2 separate regions of the Mus musculus genome follow, and region 2 is linked to region 1. Evidence: chromatin contacts called from public HiChIP or PLAC-seq data. All regions are on one chromosome and are shown on one strand. Each heading gives the region's core, a stretch centred on a gene start, on an enhancer-like site or on the middle of the called end of the contact. The rest is flanking DNA. Distances are from core to core; before and after follow the strand shown. Region 1 holds the start of Dcaf1 (DDB1 and CUL4 associated factor 1). Region 2 overlaps Mapkapk3 (mitogen-activated protein kinase-activated protein kinase 3).

Region 1 (4,824 bases), core at 1,514-4,013:
AGGGCCAAGAAGCGGGAGTGGGTGGGTAGGGGAGCAGGGCGGAGGGAGGGTATAGGGAACTTTTGGGATAGCATTTGAAATGTATATAAAGAAAATATCTAATAAATAAATAAATAAATACCATGAGTGTGACCCATCCATCAAAAGGCTTTAATACAAAATTTATAAGGTATCATTTTGTTTGGAGTAATATAGTGGGTATGCATCATTTAATTCATACTTTCTTTGGAGGGCAGGAGTCTAACTATGTACCCCTAGCTAGCCTCTATAGAACAGGCTAGCCTTGAACACATAAAAGATCTGCTTGTCTCTGCCTCCAGAATGCTTAAATAAACCACTACAATGTTTTTTTTATAAGAATCATGCAAAAAGTTATGACACACACCTAATGATGATACAATCAATGGTCACCAAGTTGGGATATCTAGCCCAGGACATTGAGCTAAGTAATTAACTAACTTACATGCTTAATTTTCACAGCCACCCTGTGAGGTGACTTTTATGGATAAGGAAATGAGTTAGAGAGATTTTCAAGACCACACAAATGACACATCCCAGAAAAGAATTAACAATTTAAAAGAACTCAAATCCCAACTCTGCTGAAATGTCTGTGAATTCTTACTTAACTTCTCTAAGTATCAAATTGTTTGGGGGAAAAAAAACTCAACTTCTCTATTAAATAGAAACAGTTGTGGGAGCTAGTGAAAATTCTATATTACAGAATATGAATTCGTAAATGTTTAAAATATCAATTTATACACATGAAATTTCCTCACTCATAAGAATGTGTACAAAGTATTTAGAGGTGATGTACCTACCAGCTCAAATTCCATAAAATTAACACAAGAAGATACAGCAAGCAGTTAACAGTTGAAACTGAAAGATTATCACTTATTTTTAGTTTCCTACTTAAAAGTTTGAGGGGCTATGCTAGGCAGTGGTGGCCCATCCCTTTAATCCCAGCACTTGGGAGGCAGAGGCAGGTGGATTTCTGAGAAAAAAAAAAATAACAAATACACAACACTGTTAACAGTAAATACTATGCTCAAAAAAGTTCCTCAAATTACCTTAACAACCCAAAAAAATCCCAGTTCGAAATGGTTAATGAGTAACTGCTATATACAAACACAAATCTTAAGGTGGGGCAGTGCTGGTTTACACTTTTTTTTTTTTTGGTTTTTCAAGACAAGGTTTCTCTGTGTAGCCCTGGCTGTCCTGGAACTCACTCTGTAGACCAGGCTGGCTTTGAACTCAGAAATCCGCCTGCCTCTGCCTCCCAAGTGCTGGGATTAAAGGCATGCACCACCACCATCCGGCTGGTTTACACTTTTAATCCCAGTGCTCGGGGAAGCAGAAGCAGGCAGATCTGAGTTCGAGGCCAGGCTAGTCTAAACTGAGTTTCAAGGCAACCAAGGCTACACAGAGAAACCCTGTCTCAAAAAACAAAAACACAAATCTTGAGATCAGACTGAAATGTACATATGCTTATAAAAGCCTTGAAGGTAAATGCCAGTAAATCCAAGGAGAAAAAAAGCCTTCAAAAGCTTGCAATAGGAAGATAGTGCTACAATAAGTTAAAACGTGCATGCTACTTAAAAGTCTTTGCCTGAAAGTTAAAAAAAAAAAAAAAAAAAAAACAGCAAACCCGGCAGTGGTAACAGACGCCTTTAATTACAATACTAGAGGCAGAGATAAAAGGATATCTTAGTTCGAAGCCAGCCTAGACTACAATGAGCTCCGGGAAAAAAAAAAAAAAAAGAGCAACGTAAGATAAACAAAAAACGAGTCATTTGTTCCTCAAAAACTACTACTAGACACACCGCAAGAGTATTTCCTCATCAAATGTTAAAACCACAGCAGTAAGAGGAAACGGACCGACACTTTCTAGGAACAGAAGACAAAGTATGGCAAATGCCCTTGAAAGCCCAACAAACAACTAAAAGCCCTCGGAATAAGCGCTGGGGAAACCTGGCAGGCAACCTTAGGTCAGACTCTGGGCGTCTGGACACCCACATACCTCTCTCCCCGTCCCCTCGCTACTGCATTGTACAAGTGGGAGGGGTTCCCGCCGAGCTCCGCCCCCTCCCCGGTCGGAGAGCCGGGAGGGTGCAAGTGGGAGGTGGCACGGAGCCGACCGAGGGAAAAGCCCGCCCAGGTGACTGAGGCTGGAGGCGGGGACACCGTTCCTGAAGGGGTCCGCCGGGCGGCATGGGAAAGAAGATGCCCCTCGTCCCGTGAGGGACAGAGACTTGGAGTGGAAGAGAGAGATTCAAAGAGCACCTCCTTTAGGTAGAGGCGAGCATCCCCTGCCCTCCACACCCCGGCGGAAGAGTTACTCTAAAGAGGCTTCTTTACAGGACGGGAGGAAGGAGCCGGAGGCCCCGCCCCCGGGCCCGGGCCCGGGCTCGGAAGGAGAGCCTCGTCAGGCCCCGGGCCCAGCCGCCTCGGTGGGCTCGCCCAGCCCCTCGCCGCCCGCAGCCGAAGCAGGTGCCGCCCCTCCCCCCAGCGCGGCGCCCACTCTCCCGCCCAGCGGGCCGCGCGCTCGCTCTCCTCGTGCCCCTGCCAGAGAGCCGGCCCCTTCCTAACCCCGCTCACCTTCGCGAGCGGCTCCGCCGCTTCTCCCCCCGACCCCTCCAGCGGCCACGGTTCTCACACACTGCCTCTGGTCCCGCACTCACTCTCCCTCACTCACTCACACACACACATATACACACACACAGCGCGACCACGGCTCCTGAGCGGCCCACATATTATGCGTCACTCGCAGGCTACGTACTGGTCGCGCGCGCACTCAGCGCGCGCGGGTGTGTAACGTTGGCGCGAGGCTCCGGAGCGGGGAAGGGGGAGGAGCCGAGGGACATCAAAGCGCTCCTGGGAAATGAAGTTTCCGCGTTTAAGGGCGGGGGAGGGATGATGGCGCTAGACCTACCATTAAGCACCACCTCAGCGCATTGACTTCTGGGATTCGTAGTTTTCTTTAAGGCGGAAGTGAAAAGTAAAGGAAGGAATAGATCTTTCTAAAAGCCCGGGCTGCCCGAATTTACTTAATTCTACCCTGTGTCATCTAAGGGCTCAGTAGGACACTGCCACATCAGGCTCGGAAGGATGCCAGGGTCAAAGAATGCATTTCACACAAATGTATTCAGAAACAACTGTACTCGTTAGAAATTCGTCGGTTTTCCTTTGTCTTTCTGTTAAAAACATATTCGACAGGAATCAAAAAACATCAGTTACCATGTATTATATGTGAGGCAGAAAAATGAAAGCCCTTTGGTGAAAACAACTAATCACGGAGGCCATCTAATTCAATTTATCAATTTTAGAGTTAAGGAAAATGAAACCCACAGTAAATGACTTGCCTAACTTCACAAACCAAAGGGAAGCTGCATCGGAAGGATCTGGTTTTGACCCAGCGATTCTGTGTGATAACATGGAAGATTACGATAACTCCACAATTGAGCAGAATCTTGACAAAACCTACCCAGACGTCAGGATTCATGCAACTCACTATTGTTCTTGGCATTCTGAGCGAGTTCTGTGCGTTTCCATAGAGCGATTACAGCCAATACGTTCTTGTGGAAATTATAAGACACTGTGGACCTCTTGTCATGATCAGATTCTACGGCTGTTACTAAGCCTGTATCAGAAGAGTGGTAGTGGCAGTGGCGCATGCCTTTAATCCCAGCACTTGGGAAACAGAGGCAGGCGGATCTCTGAGTTCAAGACCAGCCTGGTCTACAGAGTGAGTTCCAGGACAGCCAGGGCTACAGAGATTTCCCTCTGGAAAAAAAAAAAAAAAAAGCAGGAAGAGGAAGGGGAAGAAGAAGAGACAAAGAAAGAAAAGAAAGAAAAGCAAGCAAGCAAGCAAGCAAGCAAGCAAGCAAGCAAGCAAGCAAGCAAGCAAGCAAGCAAGAAAGAAAGAAAGAAAGAAAGAAAGAAAGAAAGAAAGAAAGAAAGAAAGAAAGAGAAAAGCAGCAGCCAGTATCTTAGGGCTTAAATCCACTACCACCCTACCCCCACCCACCTGAGCACTTCGTTCCTTCCTCACTCAATTATGTGCTTGGAGTAACAGCTGCTTGAAATACAAATTCTAGAGGGTGAATAGCAGTGCTACAGGCATATAACTTGTAATCACGCTCTTGCTACAACACAGCTTTCTCCTGTGCATCTGAAATCTTGTCTCTTGAGCTATAATGACCATTATTTATTTAGACTCTATAGCAGACTTGAATCAAATGGTTTTTTTTTTAAGATTTATTTATTTTATGTGAGTAGCCTGTCACTCTCTTCAGACACACCAGGAGAGAGCATCAGATCCCATTACAGATGGTTGTGAGCCACTATGTGGTTGCTGGGAATTGAACTCAGGACCTCTGGAAGAGCAGTCAGTGCTCTTACCTGCTCAGCCACCTCTCCATCCCTAAATCAAATGTTTTAATTACACTCATTATTCTCAACACCAGGGCAGATAAGGCTAGCCAACTTTATGGAGGAGAAATCAAAAGTAGTAATGTTGAATGAAGAGTTTCGCTGGGCATGGTGTCACATGCCTTTAATCCCAGCACATGTGAGGCAGAGGCAGGTGGATCTCTGAGTTAGAGGCCAGCCTGGTGTACACATTGAGTTCCAGGATAGCCAGAGCTACATTTAGATAGATAATGCCTCAAAACAGACAGACAGACAAAAAAAGATACAGATTTGGGGGCTGGAGAGAGCCTAACATGAAAGAGCATTGGCTGCTCTTCAGAGGACCAGGATTTGATTCCCAGTACCCAAATGGTTTCACAACCACCTGGAAATTCAGTTCCAGGGGATCAGACGCCC
Region 2 (4,824 bases), core at 830-3,329, 440 kb before region 1:
ATAGGTAGGTAGATAGATAGATAGATAGATAGATAGATAGATAGATAGATAGATAGATAGATAGGTCTGGAAAGATGGCAGCTCACAACTGTCTGGAACTCCACAGCTGCAGGGGATTTGACACCTTCTTCTAGCTTCCATGGGTACCAGGCCCACATTTGGTGCACACATATATGTGTGCAAGCAAACACTTGTATGCATAAAATAAAAAGTATTTCTTTTTTTTTTTTTTTTTTTTTTTAGTTTTTTTGAGACAGGGTTTCTCTGTGTAGCCCCAGCTGTCCTGGAACTCACTCTGTAGACCAGGCTGGCCTCGAACTCAGAAATCTGCCTGCCTCTGCCTCCCGAGTGCTGGGATTAAAGACGTGCACCACCACGACTAGCGTAATTTTTTTTTTAAACGATGGAGAGGAATAGAGAAAGACACCCATTGTTGACTTGTGGGCTTCACATGTTCACGAACAGGCATGTGCATCCACACATCTACATCCACTTACATACAGCACACACATACAGGTTTGAGGCTATGCCGAGGGACAAGTCAAGGTGACAGATGAGACGGTCTAGGAGACTGAGTGGGCCTATGTTCAGGGCTCTGACCCCTGTGGTCTCACCTGCAGAGAGAGCCAAGGAAGCATCCATTGATTTTCTGGGAGCAACACTGTCCCAAGCCTGTGCCTACTCTCAGCACCTTGGTACTAAGGACTAGTTAGTCTACTTGGGAAGTAGGGTAGGGCCACCACAGCTTCATCCCAGAGCTGCCCGCCCCCCAGCACTCCCCTCCCTCCTCTGTGTCAGCACAGCTCTGAGCCTCTGTGGATCCTCTGTGCTACCCTCTCCCCTCCCCCATCACTCTCTTCCTCCAGCCTCTGCCATGTTTCCTTCGAGGACAAGCCAGGGAAGCCCAGTTCACCTGCCTAGCTTTTGCTCTGCACCTGGCTGGTAAAATGGAGGGAGGGGCTGTTGAGAAATAGCAAGTGCAGCCTCCCAGGCCTGGACAAATGATTTAGGACCCAGGGATAGCAGATCATGAGGTGGGTGAAGAAGACATGTTTGGGTGCGGGGGCAGGGAAGTGGGGCATTTTTTTTTTTAACCTAGAGGGCCTGTGGAAAAGAGACCTGTGTCTACAGATGGAGACGAGAAAGGGCAGCTGACCCTCCTGGATGCATTTCAGCTGTGAGCTTGGGGTTTCTGAGAAGAAAGAGGGAGGACTTAGGTGGGAATGGATGTCAGAGGAAGGTAGAGGGAGGAGGGGTCTAGAGCCAGTCTGGGAGGCCTGACCAGAGACATATCAGCTTGGGGAGGAGAGATGTGAGGAGCAAGAGGCAGGGGAGAGGGAAAGTTGGAAGGTAGATCACACCCCCACCCTGATCTGAGATTAAGGCCATTAGCTCTGACAGCAGGAAGCAGGTGCTCCAGCGGGGACCCCACCCCACGCCCCTTGGCCCACAGCAGTCCCAGGCATACCTGCGCTAGCCAGAGTAACAGTATACGGATCTCAGCACTGACAGAGGGGCGAAGTAAACCCTGCCTGCCTGTGTTTCTGTACAGGCACCGCCTGTGTTCTCCGGCTGGAGCAGATTGGAGGAACAGCCAAAGGGCAGAAGGAACGTCTACATTCCTCTCCCTTCCCTGGGACATTGCCCTATCTTTATCTGAAGAGCTTGGTCCCATAGCTGTCTTAATTGGGTCCTGTATAAAGTGGGCTGGCTCCCCCCCCCCCTTCTTGTATGGGGGAAACTGAGGCTGGTATGTCCTGGGTTCCTACAGGTGCTAAGCAGGGCAGAGATGATCAGATCGTGGATGCATAGCCTTCCTCAAATGAGAAATAAAATATAGCTGGTCCTCGAATGGGCCAGCCTGCTGAGGGTGGCTTGTCACTATTGTCCCCATTCTGGGTAGTCTCCCCTCCCATGCTGACTTCTTTCATAACCCCCCCCCAATCCCCTCCCCTCAACCCCCTCCACGACTCTCCTGGGCTTTGCTCATTTCCTATGGCAGCCTTAGGGAAGGCAGCCCATAGCCCAAGGCTGTTAACCTGAGTGAGATTCCTGACACCCGCCTACCTCATGCACTTTACTGAGATGAGTCTTATGCGGGTGACTCTGTTATTACTCCATTTTACTGGGTTGTGGGCTGTGGCTTGGAGTTGTACATACTTACTTAAGGTCACAGGAAGTCACTGAAGGAATTCAACCCCAAACCTACACCAAACTCCACCAAGCTGTTATTTTCCTCAATTAAGGTCTTCCCTGCCCTGAGTTTCAAGCTCTGTGTTAGATCCTGGGGTCTGTAGGCCTGGGATGAGGGTGAGGTCATCTTGAGGTGGATCCATCTCTCTGGCATTGTCCCTTCCTCTCCACAGAGGTCTCAGGGATGCTGCGAGTTCTGTTGAAAGCTGGAGGTCATGGCCAAACAACTAATTGTATTTTATTTTATTTATTTAATTGAGAGAGAGAGAGAGAGAGAGCTTGCAGGATTTGGTTCTCTCCTTCTACCTTGTAGGTTCCAGGGATCAAATTTAGGTCACCAGGCAGGGCAGCAGGAACCTTTTACCCACCGAGCCATCTCACCAGCTCCAAGCAACTTCTTTTAGAAGTACTTTTCTTGGGAGTGACGGTTTTATTTCTGCACCCACTCCTGGAGAATGTGATGTCTTAATTACCTTTGCTCCTGCAGGAGTACAGCCGAGTCTCCCTCCGCTCAGGGCCAGGTCCCAGAGGAAAGACTCACGGACACAGGCCCTACCACCTCTTCAGGCAGCCTCTATATGGGTTCCAACAACTTCTCTGTATTCTGGGCTTTTCCTTTTTCCTTTCTTTACCACTTCCACTTTCCCACAGAGAGACATTACGAGAAACAAGGAGTCACCAAGGGCCTGGCATATGCAGATCCCAATCAGCCTGGATAACTGGGTAACCTGTCATCAAGGATAAAAATGAGGCTCAAAAGATATGTGGTCCCTGGCCTGGCGCCCCATGACGCATGTGATTCACCACAAACCTTGCGCAAGCTCCACTTCATTTCTTTCCCCTGAAAAGAGAAATAGGGACTTTTCTGACCTCCGACCCTCTAGCCTGTCACCCATCTCCCAGGGCCATCTAGACTTACTGGCTAAGCTGCTTGAGGGGCTGACCCCCCTCAAGTCCAGAGGCTCACTGGACCATACAGCAGGAAAAACAGGATTTGAATTTTCACTTTGCTCCTCATAGTCTGGTATTTGGGCAGGTCGCGGGTCTCTTCGAGCAAAGCGAGGGGAGCGAGTGTGAGCCTGATGCCCTTGATGCCTCCCTCCACAGCTCCTGTATGACAGCCCCAAGGCCCGGCAGGAGGTGGACCACCACTGGCAGGCGTCAGGCGGCCCCCACATCGTGCGCATCCTGGACGTGTATGAGAATATGCACCACGGCAAGCGCTGTCTCCTCATTGTCATGGAATGGTAGGCGGGCAGGCAGGTGCCCTGCCTCTGAACCCCTACTGGTGGTGTCCTTTTGCCCTGGGATCACTGCTATCCAGGGAGTTCCTTCTTCAGACAGCAGCCCTGACCATCACTTCAGCCCTAGAGGAGTAGACAGTCACAGGGCTTGCATCTGTATAGCTGGCCACCAGGACTTCTCCACCAAGGCAGGAAAAATAACTACCACAGCTCTCTGTTTCCTTCCCGGACAGGACTTCCACTCTGCAAGGAGTTATCAGAAAAAGCCGCCAAGCCCTGACTGTGTGGGCAGGGAGCTTTGGGGAAGAGTGGGATACACACAGCCCTTCGCCTTTCTCTTTTCTATTAGATGCTGTCAATGAGTCCTGTGGCCAGGAGTCATTAGCCTTCTCCACCTTGGGCTTCTGCCACCAGCCCTGGGGTTCAACCTTAGCCTTCCTCAGACCCTATGCCCCCTGTCTGGGTTCTTTTTGTCTGCCTTTCAAGTTTCTTCTTCCTCCATAGGTTAGCTAGCTGTTCAGATTTGGGGCTCAGTCTTGGCTCTGCCACCCACCAGCTGTGGGACTGTGGGCACCCGCTAATCTCTCTGAATCTCAGTTAACTCGAATGTTAAGTGTGGAGGAAGGTCATAATGAGGCACTCACCCCGAGCATGACTCTGCTCCAAGCTCTCCCTGTATATCACACAGCCAATCTTTATGACGAGTTGGAGGTTGGTGTTATTATTCTCCTTTAACAAAAGAGGTAGCGGAGGGAAGGAAGCAGACCAGGGTTATATAGCAATGTATATGAAGGGTGGATGGAGCCCAGAGCGTAGCCCACAGGGAGCACTCACAGAGCAGTGGGCCATGAAGATATCAACTGACATCTCATTGTGCATCTGGGGAAATACCCTTCGATGGGGGGTGGGGGGAATAGGTGTTCAAGGTCTCAGAGCCGGCACCACGGGGGAGCATAGGAGTTTCTGGGCAAGGATCCAGGCTCCCCACCTTTTCTTACTTCTGAAAGTTCAGATCAACCCACTCAAGCTGACAGCCATCTGCCATGTTCTCCACGGTACAGGGACCCAGGCCTCTGATCCAGGGCAGAGTGAGTGAGTTGTGGATACTCAGCCCCGCCCCCCTTTCTGCTTGTCTTGCAGCATGGAGGGTGGTGAGCTGTTCAGCAGGATTCAGGAGCGTGGTGACCAGGCTTTCACTGAGAGAGGTTAGTGTGGACCCTGGAACAGTAGGGAATTAGGGCGGAAAGGCTACTCTGGAGTTGCTGTGACATACTAGCCAAGGTCTGCCCCTCGCTACACCTCAAGATTCACTTAAGAACTCAAAAGAGGGAGACGGAATGTCTCATCACCTCACGGGGGTTTGGTTTTTGAATCTGTGACATTGAAG

The links. HiChIP or PLAC-seq counts read pairs in DNA pulled down with a chosen protein or histone mark.
Region 2: a contact with region 1 is called in an H3K4me3 HiChIP or PLAC-seq map of bone marrow-derived macrophages, with 5 times the contacts expected there. The contact joins the enhancer-like site here to the promoter of Dcaf1 in region 1. A contact is called at or near these places in 1 of 39 promoter capture datasets (hippocampal neurons), 4 of 115 datasets of contacts at active chromatin or transcription factors (astrocytes, bone marrow-derived macrophages and large pre-B cells) and 2 of 9 other capture datasets (embryonic stem cells and macrophages).

Annotation. Positions count from the first base shown.
Region 1 is chr9:106,819,863-106,824,686 of GRCm38.p6, reverse strand. Dcaf1 (DDB1 and CUL4 associated factor 1) reads right to left here and starts at 2,763. Exons shown (of 24, transcript NM_001373930.1): 1 at 2,596-2,763.
Region 2 is chr9:107,262,241-107,267,064 of GRCm38.p6, reverse strand. Mapkapk3 (mitogen-activated protein kinase-activated protein kinase 3) reads left to right here. Exons shown (of 11, transcript NM_178907.3): 3 at 3,301-3,440; 4 at 4,578-4,642. Among named protein-coding and RNA genes, the nearest start is that of Mapkapk3, 25 kb to the left of the region's middle. Within about 2 kb of position 2,079, at least 52 of the 459 cell types and tissues checked have an H3K27ac peak or open chromatin away from gene starts, as enhancers often do. A contact at or near this core is called in bone marrow-derived macrophages and macrophages, where this site is marked.